2 separate regions of the Hordeum vulgare genome follow, and region 1 is linked to region 2. Evidence: chromatin contacts called from public Hi-C data. All regions are on one chromosome and are shown on one strand. The core of a region is the stretch at or near the end of the contact, and the rest is flanking DNA. Distances in the headings are between cores, read along the strand shown. Region 1 holds the start of LOC123401845 (ABC transporter G family member 37-like). Region 2 holds the start of LOC123403278 (disease resistance protein RGA2-like).

The links. A called contact is a pair of places that touch in the nucleus more often than the background predicts.
Region 1: a contact with region 2 is called in a Hi-C map of seedling, with 5 times the contacts expected there. The contact joins the promoter of LOC123401845 here to the promoter of LOC123403278 in region 2. A contact is called at or near these places in 2 of 6 Hi-C or Micro-C datasets (leaf and seedling) and 1 of 1 datasets of contacts at active chromatin or transcription factors (embryo).

What each region holds. Positions count from the first base shown.
Region 1 is chr6H:48,982,535-48,986,588 of MorexV3_pseudomolecules_assembly, forward strand. LOC123401845 (ABC transporter G family member 37-like) reads left to right here and starts at 2,237. Exons shown (of 19, transcript XM_045095701.1): 1 at 2,237-2,624; 2 at 3,322-3,398; 3 at 3,697-3,747; 4 at 3,863-3,953. The coding sequence starts at 3,393.
Region 2 is chr6H:48,663,504-48,667,336 of MorexV3_pseudomolecules_assembly, forward strand. LOC123403278 (disease resistance protein RGA2-like) reads right to left here and starts at 1,883. Exons shown (of 5, transcript XM_045097233.1): 1 at 1,625-1,883; 2 at 214-357; 3 at 1-121. The coding sequence starts at 40.

The DNA of each region.
Region 1 (4,054 bases), core at 987-3,486, 320 kb after region 2:
GCAATTAAGTTACTTGTATATAGCACTAAATGCGCCTCATCTTTTCTGTGATTTTCTCATTTTTACAAAAATGAATGAAATAGGCAGTCCTACTAGGCAAAAAGAAGAAAAAATGCTTTCCTATAGCACTAAACTTGTCTCAATATCATCCAGAGTTGCCAAAAAGCAGTTTGTCAAAACATATCCATATGGGATCTAGCTTTGAAGAACTCATCGTAAGAAACACATCCATGAAAATGAATCATCGTTCTGACCTCGGTTCAAAAGATGTAGTTTTTTAAAAAAGGAAAGAAAGTAATTAACTACACCTTCTTTATTAGATGAGATCTTTGAATCAAAATCAATATTGAGTATATTTTTGAAAATTAATATTTTTTATGTTGAAATTTTACTCGAAACTTGACTCAGACATTTATACGTTTTGTAATTTGTTAGTGAAGAATATATGCATCTCTGTGACACATGTGTCCAGTGTACACATCCTTCTAGTACATCAAATTTTGAGTCAAGCTTCAAAGAAGCAAAAAAATAATAAATTTTGGAAACATAACATTGATCTTATTTTAAAAATCTTATCAAGACAAAAATGACTGTCAAACCGGGTCTTAAATCGAACATCAGGTTCAAAATATATGAACCATTTTATGTTTGGGCAAAAAAATAAACCTACAGATTTTTTATGGGAGAGTGTGTCGTGGAGTGTGGGTTAGTTTGTACAAACTGCAAGGCTGTCTCCGCAAAAATAATATAGTCCGATTTTTGATCAAAATCTGATCCATTACATTTTTATCTAAGAAAAGATAACGCCCAATTGCTGTCCGTTTGTGTTTGCACGAATCTGGAAAAAAATTGGCAGATTTTTTGTACCACGTAGGAAGGGGTTGGTGTATGGGCGTTTATTAGTTCGTCCACACGCCTGTTTCGCGCACGCAGAGCTCGCGGCTGCTAACCCGGCGTGTGGTGGAACTGGCGTCGCGCCCACACGCCCGTATGTCAGTCAGTTGTCATGTCTTTTCAGTGTTACATGTCAACTGAGTAGAACTGCCGTGCTCATGTGCATGTCAGTTACCATGTCTTTCCAGCGCTATATGGTAACTGAGTGAACTGTCGTGCGCGCATGCCTGTCAATTGCCATGTATTTTCAGTGTTACATGACAACTGAGGGGAACTGTCGTCGTGCGCCCAGACGCCTGTCAGTTGCCATGTTTTTTTGAGTGTTACATGGCAACTAGGTAAAACTGCCATCGCGCGTCCACATGCCCGCACGCCTGTCAGTTGCCATGTCTTTTCAGTGTTACATGACAATGCAGTTGTTCAAACATGACGACTGCAGTTGAGCAACCATATCAACTATAGTTGTCAAGACATGTTAACTGCAGTTAAACAAACAGTTGCCATGGTTCATCAACCATGACAATTGTTGCAGTGGCACGCGGGACCGCGAAGTGACAGGCTGGATGTGCGGATCGCGAGGCAGGAGGCCGGACGTGTGGACGTTAGCAGTTTTGGTCACACGTAGTCATGTGGACTGTTTCTTTTATACACCACATTGAGACATGTGGCAAGACATTCTTAACACCCACACGTGTGAGTAATATCAGAACCCTTCATCTAAGGGGGTGTTTGTTTCCAGAGACTTTTTGGTGTAGGGACAAAAAAAATTCTTTTTAGTCCCATGTGAAACAAACATGAGGGACTTTTAGGGACTAAAATGGGGTACTTTTGGGACCAAAGGAAGAAGTCCTTATGGGAGGGTCTTTTTGGACTTATTTTGGCACTTTTTCCAACACTATCCCTACTTTTAACATGTCATTTAATAACTTCTACTCCCTCCGTCCCAAAATAACTGTCTCAAGCCTAGTACAACTTTGTACTAGAGCTAGTACAAAGTTGAGACACTTATTTTGGAACGGAGGGAGTAGTATATTACTAGGGATAACATGGTCTTTTTACATGTCATTTAATGATCTCTAGTCCTTGTTTAGTCAATGAAAACAAATAGATAGGGACTAGAGACTTTTTAGTTGGGACTAAACAAACAGGCCTAAGGGTCCACAATCAACTGATGCATTGGATGCACAAATTGGATCGGTGCACAGGATATGATCTCCCGTTTGGCACACCTGGAAACACATGCATCCCGTCCGAGATCAGAGTCTACTCTCACTGATGTCCATGGCCCACATCTCATATCCATCGTTTATCCCCAATCCCCATCCTCTCTCTCTCCTCAAATCAGCACCGGGCCACTGTTGCAGGCGTACAGCCCTTGCCTCATCCACTTCCTCCTCAACTGCGCCGCCGCGGCCATCAACGGCGCCTCCATGCCGCCAACACCGCTCGAGCACATCGCGCCGTTCGCCCGCCCCTGGCGAGCTGCGAGCCTTATCCTCCTTCCCATCTCGCCGGGCACGGTCCGCGGAGAGGCTGTAGCGGCACAAGCGGCTGGACAGTTGGGCGGCTGGAGTGGAGGGAGCACTCCTTCTCCACCTGCTCGACTTCGTGCCCGAACCCCTCGGTAACCACATCGTTGTCAACTACTTGGTGCGGCGCGCCATGGACTCGGTGACCAAGGTGCTCGACTGGAGTACTCCGCGGCGAATACCCGGTGACCACTCACCAAGGTGCTCAATTGATTGGTTAAGCAGTGTATTCCAACGTTTTCGCGTAGAAGCTGGCTTGAAGCAGGCAGGCAGGTGTGGATGTATTTCGAGGAGCTAGCTCACGTACTCGTAGCAACAAACACGCCTGCTAGTTTGATCGTTCTGTAGTTCTGTACTGACGGAATTCGGCGAAGCACGCACGCTCTAGAGTCTAGACACGTTGAGGGGCGCGTGGAGCAAGGCCGCCGACTGAGAGCACGGCCTCTGAGTCTCTGACTGGCTGCTGGAGGTGCTAACGAGGGGAGCATCGTGACAAACATGTCTGGGATCGGCGTAGGGTTGATAATGCCCGGGATCAAAGAGGTCAGAATACAGATTTCAGAAATTTAGAATTGGTGGTTCAATTCCGACGAGCTCTATGAGTTTAAGGTTTCAAATAGATTTCACCCACCTAGAAATGCATGCATGCTCTATGCGCCTCATTGGAGGGAAGTACGTATTACTCCTATATGCCAGGTAAATTTTGTGTGTTTTCACCTTTTTCTTGTGTGATGATAAAAGAGTAGTCCCTCCAAGTGTACTTGTGTTTGTTAGTCGACCTAGAAATACGCGCATGCTCTACACACCTGTTCGGAGGGAGTACGTACTATATGCAAGGTGAATTTTGTGTGTTTTGACCTTTTTTTTTATGCGTCTTAGACGTGCGTGCTTTGTTCAGATTTGTTAGCCGAGCTGACAAGAAGGGAGAGGGAAGCAAACCTGACGCCGGAACACGACATCGACGTGTTCATGAAGGTGAAAGCATGTGTATTTCTTTTCCACACATTTAAAGAAAATTTGAAGCAATTTTCTTTAGTCGTATTGACCATGTTCTGATTTCATCTTCTCTCGCTTAGTCACATAAACAACAGTGTAGTATTTTGCTCCAGCAACTTGATCTAACAATATGTCATTTATACCAAGTTGTAAAGTGACCTTATTTTCTTCCTTAGAGTCACATGCTCACATCAACATAGTTTCTGACACATTGAGTACTATCTTACAAAACATCCACTGTTTCAATGTTTCTTAATACATAGTTTCATTCTTGTAGGAATCTACCATCGGAGGCAAGAGCAACATAGTTACAAACTACATAATGCAGGTTTGACTTATGGGCTTTTGGTTCTCTGCGGCTCTTCAACTTTGATAAGTACACTTTCAGTTCACAAATTGAGATTCAAGTTGCTTCATTTGATAGCACTTTATTGTCGTTGCAGATCTTAGGACTTCATATCTGTTCAGATACATTGGTTGGAAATGACATGGCAAGAGGTATATCCGGCGGACAAAGGAAGCGTGTCACAATAGGTATGTTGTATAAGAAGCTCCCATGTTACTTATTGAACTTCCCGTAACAAAAAATGTTATTATTTGAAGGACTTGTATGATTTTGGTATTTAAATTAGAGG
Region 2 (3,833 bases), core at 633-3,132:
CCGACTTCCCGGCAAACACTAGTTCGGTGCTACTAGCCATATATTTTGTGTGTATCTGAGAGGAAGATATTCAGGGGATAATCACAGAATAGGGAGATGCATGTAAACTCTGGAGGAGAAGCTGCAATGGAGAAACAAGTTAAACCTATGGCGTGTATTGATGAAGTTGTTAAGGCCACAATAAAAGCATATGCATAAACACGGGGTACTCACATGCATTAGGGGGCCAAATGTGAGGCAACCAATTCCAATAGGGGGCACAATTGCGTTACGCCTTCCTTGAACGAGAAATTGTAGCACTGACATATTCAACCTGCATCTTCATTGGTCCTCAGCACTTAGCTATCTTGATGGCAACTGGAGTAGAAAAATATGATCGTTGAAACTTCATGGCTAATATTATAATGTTATTTAGTTGTCATGACAGGGATTGAACTAGATGACCAAGTTCATTGAAACCCCCTTTAAGCTTAGGCACTACTCCAGAGGTAGTGCCTATTTAATTTTCATGACAGAAAGTCAGAAACTGCACTAGATGGAGCAGTTTAATGAAACTTTCTTTAAGCCTAGGCACTACTCCAGAGGTAGAGAGCAATCCATTTGCATATAAAAGTAGCAACTTGCATATAGTTGGCCTGTTTTAGCTGAGTCTTGCGACTGCAAATTGTGTTATGCGTGGCTCAACAAGTATGAAGCTCTCGGTCAAAGGGATGGCCTCCCTATACCTCTGATTCCCCTGCTTCCTAGTAGCTGTAAGCCTGAAAAGAATAGGGGTGTTTTAACTAAATACGGATGACAACCTAGAGGGTTGGTGGCTCAGATCGCGAAAGCCGCTTCCGAAGACCACCAGGAAAAGTTCCGATTCACTAAGCATTCTTATTGCGCGGAAGCCTGCGGAAACAGAGGAATGCGAGAGTATATAGAAACGTGGCTCAGCAGCGATCTACCTCTCAATCTGTCAACCTCATTCTTGACGAGGTTAGACAGAATTGGGGATCTGCCGGAACAAGGTGTTTTTCATAGTTTTGTGAGAGATTAGTTTGTATTTTTCATTCGGTGTTATGGTGCTAGCCGGTACCATAGGTTTCTTTGCATTCTAGCTATTCTTGTCACATATTTCTGCCTTCTATAAAAATTTGGTACGCAATTTGCACTCTTAAGAAAGACTAAATACGGGAGAGCACACAAAAATTACACCCAATACGAACAGGGCAGTGGTGTGGTGCTCTTTCAACCCAATACGGGCGATAATGATACAGATGGAAGGATAATCAGCAGTATTATACTTCTGACATCCCTTACGCAATCCCAACAGAAGGAAAAGAAAGCGCAGTTACTTACTATTGATGTTAATACCAAAAAATCTGGAAGATATACCACAGATTCGTTTGAGTTGTCAGGAAAAGAAGAACTAATTTAGCGTGGTTCTGCTGCAGAAAATTGGAGCCCGCCCCCTTCCATATCTGATCTAGCGAATCAGGTATCTGCCTCGCAATCTTCTTTTTAAAAAAAAGGATCATCATCTTCGCCCAATTTGTACATAGTAGCCCAAAAAAAGTAATAAGAGGAACGAGTAATCAAAATCGCCGCACGGTTGCTTAGAACAAAACATTACTTGTAGTACCTGGGCACCGGCATTTGCAGTGGCGCGCTGCGACACAGCAGGTGCGGCTACAGGGCTACTCAGCTCGCGCGGTTGAACGGCGGCCACGGGCCCGTCGGCGCATCCGGGGCGACGATGGCAATGGTGCGGGTTTGGATGGGTTTGTGGATGGTGAAGCTGAACCAGATCCATACACGAGCACATCCGTTACCCACCAGATCCATACACGAGCACATCCATGAAAGTACTATTAGAACGTCCGCACGATTGCCCGCACGTTGATAAAGATACAATCTCTATATATCTTAGAGCATGCTTTAAAAAAAAATGTACTCCCTCCTACTCCTCCGGAAAAGTAGGATCGCACGAAGCGTTCAAGGGAGGCGACGAGGGTTCCCTTGCGCGCCGCCGGTGACGCCTCCGGTTCCCTCTCTCTCCGTCGGCCGCTCCGGCGGTGGGAGGGAGGGGGAACCTCGGGTCTGTTCGCTAGGTGGGTGTGTGGTAGGGTTAGGGGGGAGGGAGACGCCGTCAAGGCCGTTGCGGTGGTGTTGCGTCGGAATAAGTTTCTCCGGCTCCGTTCACGGTCAGGCGAGGCTTTTGCCTTCGTCTAGGAGCCAGCGGGGTTGGGAATCCCCGGATCTCGTCGAGGTCGCGGGCTATGGTGGCTGGAGGTCCATTGGCACTGGCCGTTTGGGTCCTCAGATGGGCGATGGATGCAGGGAGACGAAGACCCTTCTTCTTCCTTGTTGGTATGATTTGCTGATGATGTTCTTCTCCTTCCTCTGCGCTGATGCTGGTGGGAGATCCTTCTTTGTCTGGGCGGATGGCCCGGCCGTGGTGCTGGACCGGTCGGATGACTCGAGTTCTCTTCCTTCCGAAAGGGACACTTTTCGCGGTACTCAAAGCCAAAGATGACGACGGTTGTTGCAGGTGTGTTGGGTTGATGTCCATGCCCTTTTAGCGTTGGTGTCAAGTAAGGAGGAAACAGCGTGGCGGCAATTGTACCATGGTCGAAGATGATGACCTGCTTACGACTGGTTGCAGATCCTTCTGCTGCAGGGGTCTTCTCTCAAGATTCAGGGATGATGACACAGGGCTTCGGAGATCCTCTTGTTATGGTTGTCTTAGGTACTCTAGGTGTTCAAGGTCCTCCATGTTTGTGTTTCAGTGTGCTTGTAAGGGTCAACTTCATTGTATTGATTCATGATATGAATGAAAACAACTCTCAAAAAAAATATACTCCCTCCGTCCCAAAATAATGTCTCGAGCTTGGTACAACTTTGTTCTAGAGCTAGTATAAAATTGAGACACTTATTTTGGAACGGAGGGAGTATATAATATCTTAAAGCATCTATACTTGGCGTTCGGACACGCCTACAATCGTATCCAGATGGTCCCTTATAGCAACTCCAACTGGTCGACCCAAACGGAGGATGATTTTTTCCGTTTCTCGTCCATTTGGGTCGTCCGTCGGCTCTGTGTCCGCCCGGTCTATGATTTGGGTTGGCAGCGCGCCCAACGCGTCGATCCATATTTACCTGGGTGGCCGGCTAGTCGTCGATTTTTAAATATAAACATTTTGCATATTTTTTATAAGCAAATGAAGTTTCACAACCGAAAATAAAATATAGAAAAGTTTTACAAGCCCAATAAAAATTAAATTGTCTACAAAATACACATATTGGTTGCCAACATGATCTCACACATGCTCAATAAAATCATCTTGCAACTGAATATGAGTTTCCCAACCACACATTTCTTCAAATAATGCAAGTTAGAATCCAAAATAAGAGCAAAAGTGTTTGAAAAAGTAGATGCGACGGAGACGTATCAAGCGTCATTTTATTTTGTTGTTCTATGTTAGATGATATTCATAATCTTGTTTCTCATTAAAAAGTTATAAGAATTACCCTTAAAATGTTTGATTTGCATGTGTGATGTGTGTTGTACAACAACAGAAGTGATGTTGTAGTATTTGAATTATCATATTTTACTAGAACGTGGAAAGTTTATGAAATTTTTACACAGTACTGTCGTACAAATTAGTTACCATGTCATAAATTTTCATAATTGTTTGAGATACATAAGTACAAGTTTTAAGTAGATTGCTACACACTGTCTTGTTTAGATAGATTGTTGTCATAGTTTTGTTATCTACTTATCATATAGTTTTCATAGCTTATATTGGTAGATATAAATTGTGGAAATTATAATATACAGTACCTAATGT